4 separate regions of the Mus musculus genome follow, and all the other regions are linked to region 1. The links are chromatin contacts, called in public Hi-C and promoter capture Hi-C maps. All regions are on one chromosome and are shown on one strand. The core of a region is the stretch at or near the end of the contact, and the rest is flanking DNA. Distances in the headings are between cores, read along the strand shown. Region 1 holds the start of Rab21 (RAB21, member RAS oncogene family). Region 2 holds the start of Helb (helicase (DNA) B). Region 3 holds the start of Zdhhc17 (zinc finger, DHHC domain containing 17). Region 4 holds the start of Osbpl8 (oxysterol binding protein-like 8).

What was found. Promoter capture Hi-C pulls out the DNA fragments that hold promoters and counts their contacts. A called contact is a pair of places that touch in the nucleus more often than the background predicts.
Region 2: a contact with region 1 is called in a Hi-C map of B cells, with 5 read pairs. The contact joins the promoter of Helb here to the promoter of Rab21 in region 1. A contact is called at or near these places in 1 of 39 promoter capture datasets (pre-B cells) and 1 of 484 Hi-C or Micro-C datasets (B cells).
Region 3: a contact with region 1 is called in a promoter capture Hi-C map of pre-B cells. The contact joins the promoter of Zdhhc17 here to the promoter of Rab21 in region 1. A contact is called at or near these places in 2 of 39 promoter capture datasets (erythroid cells and pre-B cells).
Region 4: a Hi-C map of CD4 T cells shows a contact between it and region 1, with 4 times the contacts expected there. The contact joins the promoter of Osbpl8 here to the promoter of Rab21 in region 1. A contact is called at or near these places in 1 of 39 promoter capture datasets (pre-B cells) and 1 of 484 Hi-C or Micro-C datasets (CD4 T cells).

What each region holds. Positions count from the first base shown.
Region 1 is chr10:115,314,226-115,316,995 of GRCm38.p6, reverse strand. It overlaps Rab21 (RAB21, member RAS oncogene family), which reads left to right and starts at 1,405. Exons shown (of 7, transcript NM_024454.1): 1 at 1,405-1,802. The coding sequence starts at 1,650.
Region 2 is chr10:120,111,532-120,114,301 of GRCm38.p6, reverse strand. It overlaps Helb (helicase (DNA) B), which reads left to right and starts at 1,337. Exons shown (of 13, transcript NM_080446.2): 1 at 1,337-1,617. The coding sequence starts at 1,440.
Region 3 is chr10:111,008,723-111,011,492 of GRCm38.p6, reverse strand. Zdhhc17 (zinc finger, DHHC domain containing 17) reads left to right here and starts at 1,427. Exons shown (of 17, transcript NM_172554.2): 1 at 1,427-1,555. The coding sequence starts at 1,463.
Region 4 is chr10:111,163,414-111,166,183 of GRCm38.p6, reverse strand. Osbpl8 (oxysterol binding protein-like 8) reads right to left here and starts at 1,382. Exons shown (of 24, transcript NM_175489.3): 1 at 988-1,382.

The sequences.
Region 1 (2,770 bases), core at 156-2,655:
GAGAGACATACGTAATTTTAGCCTTGTCCAATTTTCTAATTATAATTTTGTAAAAGGACCCGATAACATTCTGTACCAGGTTAAAGACTGTTTTTGAATTGATACCTTGCAAGTTACATCACAAATTCTTTTCCTATTTGCATTATTATTGTAAATATTATCATTATTATTATTACTGAAATGGTGTCTTGCTATGTAGCTCCAATTAGCTTAGAGCTCACAATTCAAAAGAGGCTGGCCTTGAACTTAAAGGTAATGTCTCTGATTTCTTGTCTGACTTCTTGTCACACGTCAATGTCGGATGCTCCTTTCTACTTCACGGCTCTCCTTTTTGCCGAAGATACTCCTAACAAAAGGCAGCTTTCTCCAGGAAGCTCTTCTAGGACGCTAACTCAGCTAGCTTCCCATGTATCTTTGTAAAACATTCTGAATTGCTTCTCCTTAAAAAGCATGCAGTGTGTAAATTGCGCATGCGTTGTTTCCTTGGTTAAAAATGTAAGCTCTCTGAGGACAGAGACATTGTATCTAATGCGACACAGAGAATGGCAAGCATTGGCTACATTCACGCCCTCGTTGAATGAACGAATGAGCTGCCTTTAAGTTGAAGTGTAAAATTAGTCTGATGAGATGAAAGTTTATTTTAAGTGACACCAAACTACAAAATTTCAGAAATACCAGGTTGCTTTCTTGGAAAGTGTATTTCATGAAATAAAATGGAAACACAGGAAGAAAAAATAAGCAATCGTCCAATAAACCAGACCCATCAAAGTGGACTCAGCATAGACAGAAATCCTGGGGAACCAGGAGTGATGACTGATGATGGGACCGCATTTATTCTTAGCCTGGGCTTTTAGGGCTGGAAACGGAGAGAAGTTAAGTCTTCTGCAATCCTTGCTCTTAAACCTACAACCGAATCGGAATTCCACCGAGTGTGGCAAGCAGCGATAAAGAAGGCGCACCATTGTTAGGAAATATCTCGGTGAGGAAGTGAGTAAGAGGGATGGAAGGATGTGGGAAGGTCTGGGTGGTCAGGGAAGCCTTTCCGGTTTAAGCTGAGACCTGGACGATGACTCGAGGACCTGGCCGTGTGGACGAACTGTAAAGTTCATGAGCCCGGATTTGTGCGCCCAGAGAAAGAGACTCAAGGGCACCTTGGCCGGACTTTGCGTGTGATGACCCCTGGTGTGATGGCTATCCGCTTTGGGACCATTCCTCGGGCCGGGCGATCATGTCCTGTATTCTATTCCATCAGAGTGGGGTCAGATCGCAAAGATCAGCTCCTTCCCACCGCAGGATTCCCGGGATGCTGAGCCGGTTCGTGCGGACGCGGAAACAGGCCCAGGCTCGCCCGCCGCCGACTCCGCCCACCGCGGTCACGTGACGAGGGGTGTGACGTAGGAGGAAGGAGACGCCATTAGAGGGAGGAGAGGCAGCTCTCCCCTAGCCTCGGGTCCCTGACGTGGTGGCCGGGGCCCTTCATTCTGGGACTTTCTCTCGGCCCTCGCAGGCCTCGCCCGCGGAAGGACGCGGCGAGCACCGGGCTCGGCGGGGCGTGAAAGAGCCGGGCCCGGGAGGAGCGGGCGCCCCGGCGGCGGCGGTGCGGGGTTCGGCGCGGCGCTGGGCTCGGGCGGCGGGGTAGCGGCGGCGGGATGGCTGCGGCCGGCGGCGGGGCGGCGGCGGCGGCGGGCCGAGCCTACTCCTTCAAGGTGGTGCTGCTCGGGGAAGGCTGCGTGGGGAAGACGTCGCTGGTGCTGCGCTACTGCGAGAACAAGTTCAACGACAAGCACATCACCACCCTGCAGGTGCAGACCCCGGGGAGCCGGGCTGGGGACCCGCGCCCGCTCCTCTGCCTCTGGCCTGTCAAACCCCCTTCCCTGCCTTCCCATTGCCTTTTGCAATCGCTTTGGGGACCCGCGGGCCTCAGCACACGGTAGATGTCAAGACCCACAGTGGGGAGGGAGAGGACCCGGAAAAGTCCCCAGTTGCCGGTGGAGGCTGCGCAGGTCGGGGAGTCCCCCGGTCTGCGTGCTGGTTTTCCCCTCTGATGGGCTTCGGCTGGGGACACCAGGTGTTTTCACTCTGTGGTCTCCGAGACCATCAGCCCTTCTTCTTTCTTCGCCAAGTAGGAACTCGGATACGGATTAGAATTTGCGAACGAGGTGGTTTGTAACTTCCAGAGCGTACTGATGACTAAGTGTTTATGCAAGTTCCATTTTGTCCTGCTTTCAAAGTAAATGGAGTGGTAAAACACCCGTCGTTGGAGGGTTTTTTTGTTTTTGTTTTAAACGACTGTTTGCTGCTTGTCGGTTACCCCGTTTCTTTGCAGCCTTCTTGTGTCCGGACGTGTGGCTTCCTTATTCTTTGGGGTTTGATCTTATCCGCGTTGAAACATCGTGTTGCGTAGTGGCCAGCAATCGGTCTTCAAACTAAAAAAAAAAAATCTAGGCACTGCTGCTACACGTTTTCTTTACTGTCAGGCCATAAAACGCTGGCTTTCTTCTACAGTTCCATTGGAAGTGTGGAAGTGTTACAATGTAATTGAAAGTGAAACCAGGCCATTGAAGGATCTGCGATCTCCCTGGTCTCCTTAAAAAAAAAAATCAGTTTGCATGTGTTCGAAGGAATTTATCTATTAACATGTCTTGATCAGACTGTCCAGAGGCTAAAAAAGCTAGTGATCTTGAGTTTGGGCGTCTGGATCCATATCCTACCCCCATTTATTTCCATAGCCCCGTGATCTTAGGTAAATTGCTTAACCGTGCATCCCTGG
Region 2 (2,770 bases), core at 88-2,587, 4.8 Mb before region 1:
CCATTCCCAGCACCCACGTGACAACTAAGTATACAGCCTGGAAGTTTTGCTTTGGGTATGCAGAGTGCACAGACACATATGCTAGCAAAAAAAAAAAAAAAAAAAAAAAACCTCACGCACATGAAAAAAAAAGGAATCTAAAAGAAAGATGCCTGTGCGTATTCGTTATGGTTGATCCTATGCACGTGACATTTGGGTATGACAAATGCCTTTATTAGAAACCAGCAACACAGCTTTGGGGTTTAATAAAAACATAGTTTTTAGGATTAACGTTAGGATAATTACATAATAAACAATAACCTTAAAGTAAAATAGTATTTTATAGCGCCCCTTAAAGGGCACCGCGACTTTTAAACACTATCCATCTAGAGAACCGCGGCCGCAGTATTCAGCTTTTGTTCTTTTTTTTTTCTTTTCTTCTTTTTTTCTTTCGAGACAGGGTTTCTCTGTATAGCCCTGGCTGTCCTGGAACTCACTTTGTAGACCAGGCTGGCCTCGAACTCAGAAATCTGCCTGCCTCTGCCTCCCTAGTGCTGGGATTAAAGGCATGCGCCACCAAGCCCGGCTGTTCTTTTTTTTTCTATCTCAAGTCTGCATATTCTCTGGGCTACAAGTCCCCACCTTTTGCTTTACTGAAAACAGGAACTAGGGCGGTGGACCTAGAGTGTGTTCCAGGTCAGCCAGGGCTACACAGAGAAACCCTATCTCGAAAAAACAACAAAACAAAACAAAACAAAACAAAACAAAACAAAACAAAACAAAAAGAAGTCGAGGAGAGTAGTATATAAACGGGAAAGAAAGCCAGTGGTTTCCAAAGCGGGAAAAGCATAAAAATGGACAACCCAGGTCATGCATTAAAAATGAGAAAGTACATCACAACTTTAACTCCCAATGCAGAGGATATATACAAAGGGACCTAGTTATCTACTTGGATAAATGCCCTCCCTACATGATGTAAATTCAACTTCTCCGCGGCGCTTTTACGTGTAAGGAGGCACCTAGCCGTCGCCACCACGCTCTCCGGATTGGAGATTCACTCTTTTGGGTAGTGCCCCAAGGTCTTTAGAGGCCTCTGCTGTGTTCTTTTTAAGAGAGCGGGCAGAGGATGCCCTGCTTTCCCGGGGTTCTCTGCGCCCAAGAGTCGTGACCTTTCACCACGTCTCCTTCTCCGCAGGAAACGCCCAGCACCTCTAAAAAGAGCAGTTCTGAAACTGTCAGCAGCCAGCCCGCCGTGGTACCTCCCAGCCTGCTGGTCCCGCCTGTCACCAGTCTCCTCCTTTGGGGCGGAGCATCGCTCAGACCACGCCCCCATACCGCCCGCCTCCTGGATGTTCCCGGAAGCTGACCGGCTTACCCGGGTCGAGTTGATTGGTTGCAGTTTTGGACACCGCGCGCCAGGTTTTGTAGAGTTGTTTTGAGCCAAGTTCGCCGAAGAGATAATGGCTAGGCAGGATCGTCTGCGCGAGCTCCTGGGCCCTCTGCACCCGTACAAGAGCGACGACGAGGAGGAGGATTGTGCGCAGGAGGAGGAGGGGGAGCAGGAGGAGGAGTTTGTGGATGCCGAGGAACTCTGCAGCGGGGGCATCAAGGCGGGCAGCCTCCCTGGGCGCGCGCGAGGTGAGCCAGCGCCAGCCGGGCCGGGTTGGCAGGGGTCAAAGAAGTATTTTCGATTCTCACTGCCCGGCACCCAGCGTCCTTGACTGTTGACAGACAGACCTGTGGTGTGACTGGCTGCTTCACCGTACTTAGATGTGGTAGTAATAGTCGTAATGACTCAGAGCACATACTGTGTTAAGCTTGGTTTTTTCATATATCGTCTCGCTTAAAGTTAACAGTTGGGGGTAGTTTTACAGTCGAGGAAATAGATGCACCCTCATTCCCACCCAGAAACAGAATCCTTTAATTATTGTACCACGCTGGCTGAATAAGAGACGGAGTTGCTGTTAAGCAACTTTGAGAAAAAGAGCAAGCGCGCGGAAACACACGGCCACACACACACACACACACACACTCACATACACACAGATTTACACATATACATACACACATACATAAACACACTCATACACATTTACACACATACACTTACACATACATATACATGCCCACACATTCACACATACATGTTCATACACACACACACACACACACACATTGTATTTTCATGGTCTAGTACAGTAATAGCTGCTGACCAGGACCATGTGTGGCAACTGACCATTGGCAATTTAAACACAACTTTGGCTGTGTTTGAAATTAAATAGAAAGGATTACATGTTGATGGAAGTGTAACTGGCTATCCTGGCCAAGCATTTGCTACTGGGACAGGCCAGGGAGAGAAAATGGCGAAGTTGCTGTCTCAGTGGAAATACTACTTGTGAATTAAGCAGCCATTTTGGTTTTTTTTTTTTTTTGAGATTTATTTATTTTGTGTACATGAGTGCTCTATCTGCATCTATACCTGCATACCAGAAGAGGGCATCAGATCCCATTATAGATGATTGCGAACCACCATGTGGTTGCTGGGAATTGAATTCAGGACCTCTGGCAGAGCAGCCAGTGCTCTTGGCTGAGCCATCATGTCTATAGCACCTAGGCAGACATTCTTTAATCAGAGAAGTAACCCCAACTTAGTACTTAGTACCAGACAGCACTTGGAGAAGTGACATTCATGAGATGCAGACACGGCTTTGCTAAAGAAGTCCGCTGAGCTGAGCTCTGTGGTAACTGTAGGAACTGGCCAGGAGCAGCATGTACCTCTGAGTAACTTCAT
Region 3 (2,770 bases), core at 178-2,677, 4.3 Mb after region 1:
CTGTTTAGAATTGCATGGTTTCTGGTTTCTGCCAGGACAAAAAAAGAAAGAAAGAAAAAAAAAAAAAGAAGAAAAGAAAATCGGTCCGTGCCGGAAGGAAAAGCCCTGCTGAGAGGATACACACAGAGACAGGCAGCGCCAAAGAGACCGCTTCTTTCCCCCCACCAGAAGCAGCTATAAAATAGCATATTCATCCTTTTTCTGAGTGATTACTGCCCGTTTACCGACGAATACTAGGTCTACTTTGCCGTTTTCATTTGTTACTGGGAGAGCACAGTATTGAACGGACCTAGCCTCGTGATCTCGTCCAATGCCTTGTTACTCCTGGTTTTTCCTCACCTCCTCAGAATCGATTATGTCCAATCCAGAACCGATCTCAGCTCTCCCCAGACCCTCCTCAGATTCTTTTGGCGGGAATATAAACCTTACAAAGGGGTTTCCTCTTCCATGCCCCATCCTTTTTTCCTCTGACGTGCCTTCCTCCCGATCTACCAGTAAATCTGGCTTTGTCCGACTGCAGGTTTTTTCCCCTCTGGTGATCTTTGGCTGATTTGGCTTTGACAGGGGACTGGTTAGTATCAGAATCTCTAATCAGATCGCTCTTTGCTAAATGTTCCCTGGCGCTGTAGAGATTTACAATCCCTAGTAGCCCAAACCAGAAACAAATCCTTTCTGCAATTGTTCCATCAGCCCCCTCCCAACCCCAATATCCTCTTAAAGCCGGCTTTAATCATTTTTATCTGGGTCACACTCTAGAGCTTTCATTTTAAAAAGGTTTCACTTTTGAATCCCCGGGTCCCTATTAAAATGCAGCAGATGGGAAAGTGTGGGGCTTTGACCTTGTCAAAAGCAAGGATTTTAAAAAAAAATGCCCTAGCTCAATCGCAAAGAGGGCATCACACAACAAAAGCTTTTTCAAGGAAGCCAATTTTTTTTTTTTTTTTTTTTGTCCTTGCTTCTCCCGGTGTCCCCGAGGCACAGGTGCGGAGGCGAGGAGAACGCATCCTTGCTCTCCCAGGGTCACACCCTAAGCCCTTCCAGCCCTTGGAAGGCTCGGGACCCTGCCCTGCGCGGCTCTGGATCTCCGTCTTGTGTCGCGCGCGGCCTTTCCCGGGTGGCCGGAGCCGAGGAGCAGCAGCAGCAGCAGCAGCAGCATCGGCCTCCGACCGGGACCCGCCCCCGGGCCGCGGCGCCCACGCCCAACGCGGTCCGCTGCCCCGGCGCAGTGCAGCAGAGAGCACACTCCAGCCCCGGGCCGGGTCGGGCCGGGCCGGCGCACGCGCATCGGGACCCGCGCCCTCCGCGGCGGGAGGGGCTGAGGGGGCGTCCCGGGGGCTCGGAGGGAAGAGGAGGTGGCGGCGGTGGCGGTGGCGCCGCGTCGCCCTCATCCGGGCTCGCGCTCGCCCTCGCGCTCGCCCTCCGCCTTGCCGAGCCCCGCGAGGCTGAAACGCTTTCTCCCAGCATGCAGCGGGAGGAGGGATTTAACACCAAGATGGCGGACGGCCCGGATGAGTACGAGACCGAAACGGGCTGCGTGCCCCTTCTCCACCCGGAGGTGAGGGACGGCGCCGAGCGCCTTCCCGGGACCCTGCGGTCCCGCGGCCTCGCTCCCTCAGCCTCGCCCGGGGCGGCGGCCGAGGCGTCCGGCGCGGTGACCTGTGGCGGGACCCCGGGGGAGGCTGAAGAAAGCGAGTCCAGGCCCGAGCGCGGCGGCGAGCGAGCGGATAACGGGGGAGGAGATAGCGGGGCGGGCCCGGCCGGGGCGGGCTCTGGGACGCCGTCCCTGGCGGTGCCTGGAGGACAGAGGTGGGGATGGCGATGGTCCTGTGGTGTCGCCGCGCTGCCTGCGGGTGCAGGGGCGACGGGGGCCTGCTGACACTTTGGAACCTCGGCCGGAGCCCCTGGTCTCGCTCCAAGCCTCCCCAGGCAGGGGAGGCAGCCGATCTGCTGTTTGGTTTTAACTCTCTCCTCGTCCCCTCTTTCTCGGTGGCGGATGACACGACCCTTCCCATCAGTTCACTCGTTCCCCGGGGATCGTAGTTTTCCTGGGCAAAGTGATGTCCTTCCAGATTATGCCATAGCAACCAGCTCGCCGCTGGGGACAGCGAATTTCGGGGTGTGTTTGCCCTTAGGCTATTAAAAAGAAAAGAAAAGAAAACAACAAAAAAACAAAAAGAGAGAGGGTCTGAACTTTGGCGAATAAACGCACGCACCCATTAGCTTGTCACAAAGTAGCGCTGTTTGGGGACTGTCAGGGAGGGTAGACAGCGCAACACGTTTCCCACCGTTTTTTCTTTTGTATCTCCTGGACGGGAACAGTTTTCTCTGCCGGAGCCGTCAGGTTCTGCCCGTTGTTTACCTCCCAGTTTGTAGCTGAGTTTGTGTTTAGTAAAGGCCTGGAAGCAATTCTTTGTGTATCCAGGTTTGTTGATTATTATTATTATTATTATTATTATTATTATTATTATCATCGGTGCACGGTGAGATGCGGGGAGGGCAGGAAAGTGTAGCGCAGCTTCCTGCAGAACTCAGGTCGTGTTTTGAGGTTGAGAATGGTGTCCAGATCCGTGGTGTTCGAATAAACGTGGTTACTTTGCATTCGATTGATTTTATTTCTTCCTGGCTTTTGTGTCTTGTTTTTTTTTTTTTAATTGTAAATACAAAGGACCACTTTCGTATTAATACCCTATTATCTCTTAACTTGATCATACACACACACACACACACACACACACACACACACACACATACACACACACACACAAACTGA
Region 4 (2,770 bases), core at 133-2,632, 4.2 Mb after region 1:
GGGCTGCACTAATTTGAGGTTGTTTACAGTGAAATTACTTTGAAGAATTCCCTGCTAACCCAAGGTATTCTAATACTACTGTTACTTAAGTCTTCCAGCAGCAAAAAGGCACAAACTTCATTAAGTTATTGAAAGCAGATATGCTATCGTCAGATAAGTGTTCCCATCTGTTTAGAGACGAACCCAAGTTAACTTATTTCAGACGGCATTTAGTTAAAATGAAATTAGGTTATGTTTCACGACGCAGATGTCGCTCACAAAGAAGTGTTAAATGACTTTAGTGAATGGAAAATCTGCATCTACTGTTGCTTCGCATCAGCCGGTCTTGAGTGGGTTGCTCAATGAAGCAAAAGCATGCTCCATATGAAACTCCCTGGAACCTGATTACACTCTCCACAGCTTAGCCGCAAACAAAACGTAAAAAAAAAAAAAAAAAAAGTGCAACGAAGACACCGCCTTTTCTCCAGTGTGGCAAGAAGGCCAACGGAGCTGAGGTTTAAGGAACACCGCGACAGTCTCTGCAAAGGCGGGTGCGGTCCGCCTGCGAGCGGCACAACCTCTTCAGGGGCTGTCACAGGAAAACCCCAAGCCTTGCCTTAACCGCCCGGGGCGACAAAGCGCCAGGTTTTCACCCCCTGCGCGGGGGGCTTCCGGCGAGCCCCGGCGTCGCCCTGTCAAACTTCGGGAGGGGCAGACACACTCGGGACCCGGAACGCCGCCGAGCCGCCCCCGCCCCCATCCCAGGTCCCCACTGGGCTTTGTACCGCTGCAGACGCACCTACCGCGGGCCCCAAAAAACACGCCACCCCCGCCAGCCCTGCCAATCTCCCTCTCAGAAGGGACAAAGGAGAGGCAGGAGGGGAACTCGCGGCGCGGGGTACCCACGAGTGCCCACAGCCCGAGCTCAGAACGTAGGACTGAGGGACTACAGTCACCCCAAAAGGCACGACTCCGCTGCTCCCCAACACCGGGCTGAGCGCCACTCACCGATGCGGAGCCCCAGAGGAGGCGGCCCGCAGGGAGCAGGCTTCCGTGGGATCACAGGGACGCCGGAGTCCGGGGCCTTAGTGTCCGGTGGGACCCCCCCTCCTCAACTTCTCTCGGCTGCGGTCGCCCGCGGGAACTGAGAGCCAGCCCGGACGGAGAGCACAGGCGAGCCGCGGCGGGGGCTCGGCCCGGAGCGGCGAGCGAACTCGGGCTCCTCCGCCCGCGGGCCAGGGCGGAACCTCTTCCTTCTCTACCGCTACCGCTCTCGGCGGTGGCCGAGTCGAACGCCGCTGCCGCCCCGGCTGCCGCTGCCGCTGCCGCTGCCGCTACCACCGCCGCCCAGCTGGGAGCGCGTCGCAGCAGAATGCTGTCATCCGCCCTGACACCGCCTTTCTGGGCGCCGCGAGCCGCCACCAGCCTTCACATCCCAAGGCCCGCCCCTCTCGCAGCCCCGCCCCCAGCCCGGGCCTGGGCCACGCCCCCTTCCCGTCACGTGACGCCGCAAGGAGGCGGTCCCCGGGTAGCTTCTGCTGGGCGGGCGCGCAGAGGCAGCTGCTGGCAGCTCGTGGTGATGGCGAGCTGTCATGTCACCTCCCCTCCGCTCCCCTCCCCGCCCTCGAGGTTCCCTCTCAGGAAGCCCTGGGGTGGAGGGCCGGCTACCCGCAGGTCTCTGAAGTGCTCGCTGGGCAGGACCCGCCTCCCGACCTCTGGCCGGGCCCACAGAGGAGGCTGCCAGGAGAAATTGGGGCTTGAGAAGCAGCCAGGAGTCCCTGCTGCCTAAGTTCCAATGACACGTTCACTGTGGTGTCTCATTAGCTGTTGGCCTCACAGGAGGTTTGAGATGTAGACTTCAGTCACGCTGGGATGAAAATAGCCTAGCAGGCTTTCTTGTTATTGTTCCTAGTCATGTTCAGAATCCTGGGTGCCAGCTTTTACAGTCATGAAGTTTTACAGTGAGGTTGGTGACGGTTTTAGCGACGTGGCAAGTTGATAGTACCTCTCAATTTGAACAGAAAGCCTAATTTAACTCTTCGGATTTTGTTGTTGTTGTTGTTGTTTTGTACCTCAACTCTTGGCTTTTTTTGTTTTTTGTTTTTTTAACCATGACCCCAGAAATCCCTCCCCATCCTGTGGAGAGGAAAGGGGCAGAACTCATCACTGGAAGAAAGCCAGTTACAATACAGAAGAAGAGAAAAGCGACCTAACAGTGCAGAAGGAGGAATGAGCTGCCTCTAACAAGGCCATTCTCTACGATAAAAATTCAATTCCTTATTCCTTTATCCTTCTACTCTGGAACCAAGAATTTTTTTTTTAACTTTACACAATTTCCATTACATTTCTTGACAGGAAATCAGATGACATTCTGATCGTTTGGATACTTAAGTAGGCCATAGGATTCTGCCTGTTACTGATGTATTTCATAGCAGCTCTAAAAAATTTGCAGACGTGGCCATTTTGTTGCCCAAAGAAAGAGCAATTTACTGCTCAGTTAAATAATGCCAGGCCGCTGATCTTTAAAACACATCTTGATGCAGCTATGTTAACATTTGAAAAACAATTAGATTTTGTCATGAAGGACTGTTCCAATGAGGGAAAGATTCTGCCACATTCTTCTGTTAAGAAACCTAAGAAATTATATTTGTATTTTACATAAACATAAGGGAAGTTTATTGTTTTCTTGTTTTGTTTGTTTTTCTTGCTTGATTGTTTTGTTTTGTTTTGTTTTTCAAAGAGACAGGGTTTCTCTGTGTAACCCTAGATGTCCTGGAACTCCTTCTGTAGG